Linked DNA regions of Mus musculus: region 2 is linked to region 1. A link is a contact called in public Hi-C data. All regions are on one chromosome and are shown on one strand. Each heading gives the region's core, a stretch centred on a gene start, on an enhancer-like site or on the middle of the called end of the contact. The rest is flanking DNA. Distances are from core to core; before and after follow the strand shown. Region 1 overlaps Nr5a2 (nuclear receptor subfamily 5, group A, member 2). Region 2 has its middle 50 kb from the start of Nr5a2.

Region 1 (6,471 bases), core at 2,816-5,315:
CAAGTTTATAATTAGCATTGCTTGGAGCAGTTCAGAGTATTGTGTTTCTGTCATCGTCCTCCTCTTCTCCTTCCAGTCTGTGTTCCTAGAGCAAGCTTCCAGGGGTGGGGACTTAGGCTCTTTTGGCATGCAGCATCTCAATGAGGAGGTTATTATAGGGCACATCCCCGTTCACGTGCTTATAGTACAGGTAGTCTTCTGCCTGCTTGCTGATTGCCCGGATCTCGGGTAGCCGAAGAAGTAGCTGTCCGAATTTCTCAGTCTGTTGTGGGTAGTTGCAAACCGTGTAGTCCAGCAGGGCGGCATTCACCTGCTCTTGGACACCTTCCACCAGCTGCAGGTTCTCCAGGTTCTTCACATCTGCATTGAAAAAAGGAAAAAGGAAAGACAAGACTTCACTTGGCTGTATTTTCCTTTTGTATTTCTATTTACTGAAGCAATGTTCAGTGCATGGATGGCTGTCTTTTCCTCTCGATAGAAAGCATACTTTATATACTGTTGAATATTCAGGAAGCCCCCGTTTACCAAGCTTCCAGGGAAAAGGAGCGCAAAAGAGCTTTGCAAGACTGTCTTGTTGAAATTCTGCATATACCTCAAATCAATTAGACACCAATGGATTTTGAGCAAGGTCAACTCTTCTTATGTCTTACAAAAGGAAAGGCTTGAGGATTCTTAAAGTAGAGGGATCATAATATATTGCTAGCAAATGAGTCCCTAGAGAAAGACCGATCTTAAACCAGTATATTACACAATTCATATAATTCTGTATTAATTTTTCTGACCCAAGGTGAAATCTGTGTCCAGGGTGTGATGTAGTTAATTCTAATAAAAAGTGACAGGGTTCTTGTTTCTGTTTGACATTTTCTAAATGATTCTGAAAGCCTTTGACTTGTCTAGCCTATGCTAATGAACCATCTGGTACACTCCAGTGACTGCCAACTGAAGGCTTGCTACTGGAAACTCGCTCAAATATATATCTCAGTGACTAATGATCTTTATCAAATGGAAAGCCTTGTCCTTTAGGCAGAATACAAGCCAGGATGCTTGGTGCCCTTTAACCTCAATGCAGTTTCTAAGTCTGACTCTTCTTTTTTTTCCCCCTGGTCCTGGGTCACGGATATGAAGAAGCCGGACATGGGCAATTCATCCTGCCTAACTCCCCGTGAGCATCCAATTTTCAGACATCTGCCCTTGAGGTCCTTCTACATATTGGATAAGAAAGAGATGCGGTGTCACAAAAGTCAAATGCTCGGACAAATACACTCAGATGATGGGCAAGGGAAAGATGGAATTTTACTTCTGGAGTTGATTTATGTCCGTTACATAACTTTTATTCAAAGTGTGTATAGAAGCTGCTGGAAAAAAATACACAGCTGTGTTTATAGATATTCCTGCATAGAAAGTAAACAAATAAAAGCCACCTTCATCCTTTTATTTTCTGGCAAAAATAAACAAGATTCTGAAGTAAACCAAATGAGCAAAATTAGTGAAAGTTTAAATGTCCTAGATGAAAGGTGACTGTTGCCATAGTAACTCATATCCAATAGTTTAGGTGCCATTACAATAGCCTATGCGTGCCTGCCTGTGTTCCTCTTGCCTCATCTCTTGATATGTGCCTCTGAAATATTTTCAGGGGGCTTTGAATGTTTTTATCTGTACTAAGCAGCTTCTCTCTATTATTAAGTCTCTGGTCAGATTCAAACCAACAAGGAATCGGTAAGAAGTAGATACATCAAGTGAGAGAGAGAGAAAAGTCTTAGTTCAAAGTGAGAGAGATCCAAAAATGTGTGATTATCTACTGAGTGGGACAGCCAGTCACATGTCACTGTACCCTTTGTGGCACCTGACACTTGACACACATGGCAGTTTGTAGCTAACCAAATACTTCCATCTTATGTGAAATATTTTTAAAGTGAGTTTACACGACTTATAAAAACATTTACCAATATGTCTGTGATCCGGCGTTCTGCTTGGTTCAAAATTATCAAATGTAAATGATCAGAAATACCTTCAATATGCTCTGCCTCAGTAGGAAGTCTTGTTACAGTAATTTAAAGATAACTATAAAATATATGAAGTGAAGCCAAGTGTGGGGGTTCATGTCTTTAATCTTAGCACTCAGGATGCAGAGTTGGAGGCCAGCCTGGTCTATAACGGAGTGAGCCCTAGCCATCCAGAGCTACATAGAGGAAACCCCATCTCAAAAAATAAAACAAAACCCAATATATCCATATGGAATGGGCTATCAATTCACATGACAGTGACAGATGTGCATGAGGAAGACAAGCTGGCCACAGAGACTAGTAAGGAGGATGAAGTAGAAGATAAATGAGTAGTGTTTTAGAAAAGTTGTTTCAAAAACAATTATAAAACAATAGTTGTATACTCCTAGACTGAGCATTTATAATTCTCAGAGTATCATTTGTACTAACTTCCAAAGACACTGCTCTAAACTGGTATTCTTTGAAAAGCTCAAATCATTTGAAGTGTTCCATACAGGGGGAAAGTTTCATATTAATTATTTTGGCCATGACTAAATTATCTCTTTAAGCTGCTTCAATGAATTTAGCATTATGGATAATAAAATGCACATACTGTCAATTGTCCCAAAGACTTCTAAATTGATACTACTGGTAAAGATTCTGATAGGTGTGGTGGCCCACATGTAATCTTGCTACATTAAAAACCAGGACAGTGAAGTCCATTCAGGCGAGGGGAAGAGAAAGGAGGGCATGGTAGGTTAGCTGGTTCTCCCTTGCTGGCGAGCAGTTGCCGCATCATTGCACTCTTCCCTGCTCGGAGGCGCCTCCCGCCATCTATTAAACTGTCCATTTCCCTACAGTTCCATTTCCCCACAGAGACCCCAAGCTTCTGGGGAGAGGACCACACATTAGTCAAGGTATCCTCAGAAAATACACTAATTACCGTTCTTTTTCACTGTTGGTGTATTTTCACAAGACTGGTGAACTGTAATCATGAAAGGCCCCTTTTTATGATCCTGGGAACCAGTGTGCTTTCTTTTTCAATTAGAAACTAATTTTTGGAAAATTTTACACACACATAACCATAACTTTTGAAAAATGGCAATAAGGTATATTATATTACAGGTCACAGTGTTCACTTGCTACCCTTGGTTTGGTTTTGTAGTCCAGATAGATAGTGAGACTTGCTTTTCGTGTTTTACCAATGAGGGTTTCCCTTCCTTGGTCGCTGTTCCATGAGCAGCATGGGAATTACAATGGGGGGGTGGGCACCTAAGGTCGTGTCTCTTGAATCTCTGGACCTGAAAGATAAACCTTGTTTTTTTCCAACCAATGGTCCAGAGACTAGCTAACAAGGACCTAAAAGCAACCGAAAGGTAACGCCAAAATATAGGTGGAAACGCCTCCCTCCAGGAAACTTGGGATTTCCTGTGATATGGTCTTTCTTCTTTAGGAAGGGTTCAAAAACTTGAGTGTATTCTGACATCAACCTCTGAATTAGTTTTTACACAAGTTCAGGCCTTTTCAAATGCAACGAATTTAAATATACAAGCACTGAGATTTGCAGTTCGGTTTCCCTAGTAAAAAGTGTTGTGAAATACCTGGACTGCAGCAGCAAACCCCAACTAGAAGGCAAGAGTGATACTGGCCAGAATAGCCACCCCAACCCTGGCTCCATGGCACCTGATCTCTTGCATTTGGCACTCTGCACTCCTTTGGAATTTACATAACCTTCATCCTCATACAATTGAAAAATACAAAACAAAACACTAGTGATTACAAATTCAGCGTTGGAGACGATACGTAAACAGGCAGAGGCGTCCCCACACCCTTCCTACAGCCTTTAAAATTTGATGATTGCAGGAGCATTTTGCCTTCCCTCGAAGTATCAATTCTCCTCCGCAATACTTTATTCACTCGGGGACTAATTACCAACTTTCTCTATGAAGCGCATTATGATAAGCTCACAGTGGGGTGCTCAGATTTTTTTCCAGCCTTATTGAGAAGTAAAACCCTTAGGCTTTCTTGAATACATTACTGCGCTGACTTCTGTCACTGGCAGGATTCAGCACTCTCTGAAGATGAACCCTTGGCCTCCCTGGTCACTGTCACGGGAGGGCCAGCGACCTTGCTGCTGCACACCCATTCAAAGATGGGTCTTTCACTGAAGCAAGGGCATGGCGGGGACCACGACTGGGTGTCTTTTCCTGAGATACATCCAGTCTCTTAGAGCAAAGCTAAGGGAAACACACACAGCTTTTCCTTGCAGCTTTGAGAGAGATGACAGGCTATAACATATAGGTATTGTCGCGTGCTTTGTCTGAAGGGCTTTTTCTTTTTAATGGGAGGGAAAAGAACTTTCTGCAAGGAAGTTTTAAAAGTATTTTAAGGGGATAAAATTGAGAGATTTGTATAAATAATTCTATAAGAAGTTTTGGAGGTTGGTCAGGAAACTTATATGAACAAAATTCACTGATGAAAAGTAGAGTTGGGAGGGGAGGGGTATAGAGGGGAGGGGAGAGGAGTCTTTGCTTCAGTTGCCTAAAATCAAACTCCAAGAAGAGTTTCCAATAAACCCTGAAACTCAAGATCTCACCCGTATAAACCCTCTACCACGATATAATAACATGCATATTAAGCCAAGACACACTCTCACCAACTAGAACAAGCAATTCAATGTCTTTTGCAAATTAGTAACAAGGAGGGGCTTTGGAGGGGCTGCTCTCAGAACCATATACACAAGTGGTACACAAGTGGTTTGTGGCTCCTTAGGGGTTGAACAACCCTTTCACAGGGGATACTTAAGGCCATCAGAAAACATATTTACATTATGATTCATAGCGGTAGCAAAGTTACGGTTATGAAGTAGCAAAGAATATGAGTTTATGGTTGGGGGTCACCACAGCACGAGGAACTGTGGAACTGAATTAAGGGGTCTCAGCATTAGAAAGCTTGAGAATGACTGACACATAAAGTGCTTTACATTTGGAGAAACACGGGCTCTTGTAACTGTGGGCCTTTGTCTAGAAAACATTCTGGCAATTCTTCCTGTGATAGTTTAAACATTCTTTGCCCATGGGAAGTGGCACTATTAGGAGGTGTGGCCTTATTGGAGGAGGTGTAGCTTTATTAGAGGACGCGTGTTGTCACTGTGGGGGTGAGCTTTTAGGTTCCTAAGCTCAAGCTCCACATAGCATGGGGAATAGAGATTCAGTCTTCTCCTGGCTGCCGTTGAATCAAGATGTAGAACTCTCGGCTCCTTCAGCACCATGTCTGCCTGAATGCTTGATAATGACGGACTGAACCTGTAAGCCTGCCCTAATGAAATGTTGTTCTTTCTAAGAGTTGCTTTGGCTATAGTATCTCTTCACAGCAATGGAAACCCTAACTAAGACACTTCCTTTTCCATACACATGATGCATGAATTATTCAGAAAAGCCAGATACTGAAGATACAGGAACACCAATTCCTGTTTTATGTAGCTCATTTAATGTGAATACAGATTGGAGAGACCTTACAACCTCATTGGATAAACATCAAGGCTTTAACATGAAGGTGAGACCTGAAGAATTTTGAGTGCTGGGACTCTCCCCCGGGTCCTCTGAAAGATCCAGTCAGTGCCCTCAGCTGCTGAGCCACCATCTCTCTAGCCCACTTGTTTTGAAAGGTGAGCAGGGAACTGCGCAATAGAGGGAAGGAATGTTGGGTACATAGAGTCACACGGAGACAAAACCTCAGAACAGGACAGAAGGAAGCCGTCCTTGGAATAATACTCACCCAACTCTTTCCACTTAGGTGGGCTGCGAAGGTGCCAAGAAGTTCCTTTGCCCTTAACTGTTTTACATTCAGTCTTCAGGGAAAGGGGAGGGGGTCTGGGGGTGTCTTCTAAATGACATGGGAAGTTTTCAGGCCATTTGATCACACGGTCCAATTTGAGTTCAACAAAACCAAAGGCAGTAAGTTCTCTAATACAGTCTTCATGACCAGCCCCAGTAACAAGTTACTCAGCTCCTCAGAGCCAGCTTTTCCATGTGCAAAATGTGCACAACTTCCATGTTTTAAAGGTTCCTTTAAAGGCCCTTCTCAGTGTTGCTTTTCTTGTAACTGTTCAGGTGCCATGTGGAGGTGCCATGTGTTTGCTTCCAGCAATACATGGAAAGTGGCTATGGTCTTTCTCGTAATCAACCAACCTGGCCATTTCCCTATGACTGACTTTTCATGAACAAATAACAGAATCTCTGATGTTTTACTTTCTAAAGGTAAGGCAGAGGTACTTGACCTATTTCCAATCAAAAGGATCAGTCAAGAGGCTAGAAATGGCTCGTTAAGAGCCCTGACAGCTCTTCCAGAGGTGTCCTGAGTTCAATTCCCAGCACTCACGTTGGCAGCTTGCAACTGTCGTCTTGGGACCTGATGCCCCTTTTCTGGTGTGTCCGTAGGAATACATGCAGACAAGACACCCACGTACACAAAGGTCACTTAAAGGGAA
Region 2 (6,471 bases), core at 2,286-4,785, 160 kb after region 1:
TTTAATGCCTTACCTACATGAGTGCTGAGTGCTGTGTGGGCCGGGGTGAGGGGGGCTTTAACAGCCTGAGTAAGGGCTTTGCCTCTGCTGAGACTGTCAGCCCTCCCCTCCCTTACCCCCCACAACCCCCCATTTTTCAAGAACCTCCATCAACCCAGCAGGAGATGAACTTCCTAACCACAAGCTGTCATTGTTAGTGTGGCCTGTAGAATTAGTTTTACTAGTTTCACTGAGTATGGCCTGCACTGCTTTATAGCTTCAGATCTCAGTTAATGGGTTGTCACCTCCATCCCAGCTGATGAAGGCAGGGTCCTGGCTTCTCCACATCTCTGAGGGCAGTATTGTTGAGGATGACCACTTACAAACCCATTCTGTTCACTAACTTGTGATATACGTCTAATTTGATTGAATAACAATGAAAAGCCAGGCAGCTAGTAGGCAGTTGCTGTATGAAAGCTAACCACCAGTGTGGTGGGTGTTTTGTTGTGTTGTGTTATTTTCTGCATGTGTGTGTATGAGAAAGAGAAATTATTTCAGTTATTTTTGTCAGTTTTCAAATATATAGGGATTTATTTATTGAATTTTGGAGACAGGGTTTCTCTGTGTAGTCCCAGCTGTCCTGAAACTCATTCTGTAGACCAGGCTGGCCTCAAACTCAGAAATCCACCTCTCTCTTCTCCCAAATTCTGGGATTAAAGGCATGTGTCACTATTGCCAGGCAGGGATTTATTCTTAAAATATTTTGGTTTTATTCTTAATTATGTGTATGTGTGTTCATCTGTGGGGATGTGCACGTGCACCTGCAGCAGCTGGAAGCGGGTACCAGATCTTTTGGAGTTAGAGGGAGTTGTGAGCTGTTCAACAGGGTTGCTGGGAACCAAACGTGGGCCCTCTGGAAGAACAGCAAGGGGCTCTTAACCCTGCGCCGTCTCCAGCCCCATGGATTTACTTTATAATGATATAGGTTTATATCATTATATGAGTGAACATAATGATGGAGTGAACTGGGAAAATACACTAGTAACATGTAAATGATCCATGATTAGTTCATGCATATAGATAATATCAACAAATCAATAACAAAACCACTAATAGTGTTGGCATACTCCTGAGACTGGAGGATTCTGAGTTTGAGGCTAACCTGAGCTAGCTGGTGAAGAGTTTGAGGCTAGCCTTAGCTAGCTGGTGAGAGTCTACTTACAAAGCAACAATGGAACACAATGAAAATAGGGTTGGAGAGAGAGATAGGAGGGGGGAAGGGGAGGACTAGGACGGGAAGGGGAGGGGCAGGGTGGGGGAGAAGTAGGATGGGGGAGGGAGTAGGTGTAGGAGGGGGGACTAACAACAATTGAGTGGGAAATATTAAGAGATAAAAAAATCATAATTTTACAAAATGTAAATTAAAAATGATAAGAGATAGCACCTTACCACCACCAGATTAAAAATTTAAAACCCAGTACACAGCCTCAAACCTCAAGAGGCTTAGTCCATAATTATTTATATTTACCTTATTTTATTTTATATTCATTTAAACATTTTTTTCATTTGTTTATTTATTGTGCACATGGCACATGTGTGGAGGTCAGAGGAAAATTCACTATGGGGTCATTTCTCTCCCTTTTCTCCTTGATGCCAACAACCTTTGAGACATCTTGTGGCCTTTTTTGTCTTTGTTTGTTTATTTGTTTGAGACAGGGTTTCTCTGTGTAGCCCTGGAAGTTCTGAAACTCACTCTATAGACCAGGCTGGCATCAAACTCAAAGAAAGATCTGCCTGCCTCTGCCTTCTGAGTGCTGGAATTAGAGTTCACCACTGCTTGTTTTTATTTTTATTTATTTATTCATTTTGAGACATGCTCTCATTTCATAGCCTTGCTGGGTTTGTAGGTGTGAAACTTGCAAGATGGATAAAGCTTACTTTGAACTTACAGCTGTTCCTCTGCCTCTGACTGCTACCTGGCAGAGTGGAGTGATTTAATGACTTTCACAAGGTCACAGATCAGAAGGCAAGGCAGAGGCAGGAATTTGAAGGCGGGCTGGTTCTGGTGTGTGAGCGAGCCCCTCACTTCTGGCCTGTCTAACAGGATCTCTGCTGTAGAATGCCAGGAACAACAGTGCTATTTCAACTTCCCCGTTAGCATTTGCGGTTTGAGGACCCTGTCTAGGGAGGAACTCCTTTCTGAAGGGGACAATGCTGGTTAGCCTAGGGGCAGGGCTGGAGATGGAGAGCGTGGCCCGTTGTTGGAGGAAGTGTGCCCTTGTGTGTTGAATTTTTAAACACACTTCTTATTACCTGAAGCAGAATGCTCACCACTTCAATCCTAGTCTGCTCCTCACCCCCCCCCATCCCCCCATGCCCCTACCCCAGAACTCACTCTGTAGACCATGCTGGCCTCAAACTCAGAAATCCCCCTGCCTCTGCCTCCCAAGTGCTGGGATTAAAGGCTTGTGCCACCACTGCCCGGCCAATTCTAGTCGATTTTGTGACACTTCTACGACATCACTTTTCCTAACCCAGAAATGTCCCAGCTCCAGTCTTGGGATTTAGGTACATTTTACAGGGCACTCCCACTTATTTAATGGCCCAGGAAAGTGTGTTGAAGTCAGAGAAGTTCTTTGCTCTGCTCTTTGGAGCATCCTGCAAAGATGGTTCCCCCAGACTCTACTAACAAGCAATTGCTGTTCTGGCAATGTGATTCACCCCAGCATCCTCCTTCCTTCTTGGATTCAGTGCAGTATGGAAAGAGCCTCAGAAGCCAGGGTTTTCTTCCTCACTGGGATAATCTGGGGCTATCCTGAGGCAGGATTGGATTTTGAGCAGTGTTGGCGATTTGTTTTTTGGGAGTACAAAGCAAGCAATAAATCTGTCACCCTGAAAAAATCAGGTTGTGACCTAAAGAAGGAGCAAATTGTGACTTCAGGTAAAAAAGAGTGACCTACCAGGGAGGGTAATTCATCATGATAACAAAAATGCCGGGCGCTCTCCAGGCCTGCCCAGGAGAAGGGCCGCAGTAAGCACATTCAGGAGATGCAAGTGTCCAAATATTTTAAACTGATCAATATTTCCAGGGCTCACAAGCAGCCCAAACCCCCGAGCATCTCTCAAAGTAAGTGCATTGCTCACCTGGTTTGTAAAGAGCAAAAACGGAGCAGAAAAAAAAATGTTGCCACTCAACAGCAGGCATTCTTTGTAGGATGAAAATAAATAAATACCTCTTGGGGATTTAAGCACAAATACATTTGGAGGGGTGAACTAAGAGATCATGTTTAAGCATATGAAAATCACTATTGGCATTAATGTGTTCCCCCATTTTTACATTAGAACTGCTGGGGAGGGGAGTTGAAGCAAATAGCTTTATCTTGGCACTCCTCAGTGATGGGTGGACAGGTGAAACAGTTCTGACTTCCACTGGTGTTGCATACTTTCCATTTGCCCTGCTACTCCTCTACCCTGCTCCAGGGCCCAGGATACTGCTCCAGCCCCCACCTGGTTCTTGGTTGGGTTTGGTCAGTGGGTGGCACCTGCTGGAGAGTGCTGGGAAGAGAGGCCTTATCTCCATGCAGGGTGGCCTCAGGCTGATTGGCCGGACTTCCCAAAGCTGTAGCTCGCTTTGGCTGGCATTTCTCCACAATGCTTTATCTCTAGGCTGCTGTACTTCGTTGACCAAGTCCATAAACACACCTTCTTTCTGATACTTCAGGCACTAAACCAGTGAGCAGTTTCTTTTCCAGTTCTTACATGGCAGGCAATTTGAGTAGACTTCAGTGTGACCAGGATACTCCTGAAATGGTCCCGACAAGTGTGATTAGTCATTGGATAACGACATGCCGAGTCTGTGAGTTCCTCTGTATTGATCCATGCAGGCTGCAGGGGTTGTGAAACTGTGATTCTGTCAGGGAGTTTTGCTAACAAGCCCTGATAGGAGGAGCCCCACATTATGTCATCCTCTGGTTCTGGTAAAGTTGAAGGCTAGATAAAACACCCACTATCTCTCTCAACCACAACAGCCATGTGGCCAGCGAGTATTCCCACTTCACAGTTGTCCACGCAACGAACTTGGCAGGCTCACCCCATTTCTCAGAAGAGATTTAATAGTGGCAAGCTTTGTACCTCAAAGACTTCATTACTCTGACCAGTTCTCTCTGCTCCATACTTACTGGTGTCCTGAGAGAGATGACCTAATACTCTATACCCATTACAAGATGAATGTGCCCCAACTTTAAATCTACTAATTTTTTATTCCCCCGAGACAGGGTTTCTCTGTATAGTCCTGGCTGTCCTGGAACTCACTTTGTAGACCAGGTTGGCCTCGAACTCAGAACTCCTCCTGCCTCTGCCTCCCCAGTGCTGGGATTAAAGGCATGTGCCACGACGCCCGGCTAAATCTACTAATTTGAATTATATAAAAAAAATCATTCTTACTTGGTGTGTGTGTGTGTGTGTGTGTATACATGCGCACGTGAGCATGTCAGAGGACAACTTGCAGGAGTTCATTGTTCTGGATTTGGAACTGAGGACATCAGTTTTAGCTGTGAGTGACTTTATGTGAGGAGCAGCTATCTGGTGTTTTTGTTGTTTGTATTTTGAAGACAAGTTTTCAACGTGTAGCCCTGGCTGTTCTGGAACTCTATAGACCTGACTGGTCTGGAACTCAGAAATCTGCCTGCTTCTACTTCCCAAGCCCTAGGGTTAAAGGTGTGACCTCCACACACTGCTATTGGAGAAACCATTTTATCTGCCTGTTATTTAGAATATTTTGGGTGAGATTAGACAGATTTCCATGGGTAGGAAGCCCGAGCCAGTGTCACAAGGTGTGTCACCTGACAAAGCACGTTTACAATGCCAAAAGCCCAGTGGGTCCTGCGGCCTTTCAGGCTGAGAGGCTCTATGGAAGCAGAAGACAAGCTCCTCCCTTTGTCCTCCTTTTGGAGACAGGGTCTTTCTATTTTGTCTGGGTTGATCTTGAACTCATAACCCTGGCTCTGCCGCAGCCCTCCAAGCCCTGGGCTTACAGATATGTGCTATACACTTTTGAGCATTGACTCTTATGTACTAATACTCTTTAAAAATTTAAAAAATACCCCTCCTTAGAAGTGGGAACAAAACACCCTTGGAAGGAGTTACAGAGACAAAGTTTGGAGCTGAGATGAAAGGATGGACCATGTAGAGACTGCCATATCCAGGGATCCACCCCATAATCAGCATCCAAACGCTGACACCATTGCATACACTAGCAAGATTTTATCGAAAGGACCCAGATGTAGCTGTCTCTTGTGAGACTATGCCGGGGCCTAGCAAACACAGAAGTGGATGCTCACAGTCACCTAATGGATGGATCACAGGGCTCCCAATGGAGGAGCTAGAGAAAGTAGCCAAGGAGCTAAAGGGATCTGCAACCCTATAGGTGGAACAACATTATGAACTAACCAGTACCCCGGAGCTCTTGACTCTAGCTGCATATGTATCAAAAGATGGCCTAGTCGGCCATCACTGGAAAGAGAGGCCCATTGGACACGCAAAATTTATATGCCCCAGTACAGGGGAACGCCAGGGCCAAAAAGGGGGAGTGGGTGGGTAGGGGAGTGGGGGTGGGTGGGTATGGGGGACTTTTGGTATAGCATTGGAAATGTAAATGAGCTAAATACCTAATAAAAAATTAAAAAAAATTTAAAAAATAAAACACAACAAACTCAAAAGGTGTAGTGGCTCACACTTGTAAATTCCAACACTTGAGAGGGTGAGGCAGGAGGATTGTTGAGAGTTTGATGCAATCTTGTGCTTCCAAATGTTTAAGATCAGCCAGGCTTTAGAGACCCTGTATCAAACAAACGACCCAAAGGTGGTAGATGAGTAGGTGGTAGATGATAGTTTCTCTCTTCATAGCTCTATTTTAAAAGTCATTGGTCATTGCCAACCAAATGGTCGTGGCACACACCTTTGATCAGAGCACTCTTGAGTTCGAGACCAGCCTAGTCCACAGAGCCAGTTCTAGGATAGCCAGGGCTACACGGAGAAACCCTGCCTTGAAAAACCAAACCAAACCACCACCAACAAAAAGAATTGCCTATCTAGCTGTCTTTATTTCTTTACTTTTCAGCTTCTTCTTTTAAAAAAATATTTATTTATTTATTTATTTATTTATTTATTTATTTATTTATTTATTATATGTAAGTACACTGTAGCTGTCTTCAGACACTCCAGTAGATGGCATCAGATTTCATTACAGATGGTTGTGAGCCACCATGTGGTTGCTGGGATTTGAACTCAGGACCTCTGGAAGAGCAGTCAGTGCTCTTAACCTCTGAGCCATCTCTCCAGCCCCAGGACCTATTTTATAATCATCTTGTCCAGATTGAAGAATCTGCTGGACACAGGTGAAACTCAGACTGGGGGGGGGGATGATGCATCAAGGCACTCATTTCATTTAATCTTCTTGCACACGGAAGGGGGTTGTCGCGCCCACACGTCACA

What was found. A called contact is a pair of places that touch in the nucleus more often than the background predicts.
Region 2: a Hi-C map of liver shows a contact between it and region 1, with 4 times the contacts expected there. The contact joins two enhancer-like sites. A contact is called at or near these places in 12 of 484 Hi-C or Micro-C datasets (embryonic stem cells, liver and nephron progenitors), 1 of 115 datasets of contacts at active chromatin or transcription factors (embryonic stem cells) and 1 of 9 other capture datasets (embryonic stem cells).

The regions. Positions count from the first base shown.
Region 1 is chr1:136,845,351-136,851,821 of GRCm38.p6, forward strand. Nr5a2 (nuclear receptor subfamily 5, group A, member 2) reads right to left here. Exons shown (of 9, transcript NM_030676.3): 9 at 1-360. The coding sequence ends at 113. Among named protein-coding and RNA genes, the nearest start is that of Nr5a2, 110 kb to the right of the region's middle. Within about 2 kb of position 4,066, at least 2 of the 459 cell types and tissues checked have an H3K27ac peak or open chromatin away from gene starts, as enhancers often do. A contact at or near this core is called in liver, where this site is marked.
Region 2 is chr1:137,006,871-137,013,341 of GRCm38.p6, forward strand. No RefSeq gene overlaps it. Among named protein-coding and RNA genes, the nearest start is that of Nr5a2, 50 kb to the left of the region's middle. Within about 2 kb of position 3,536, at least 14 of the 459 cell types and tissues checked have an H3K27ac peak or open chromatin away from gene starts, as enhancers often do. A contact at or near this core is called in liver, where this site is marked.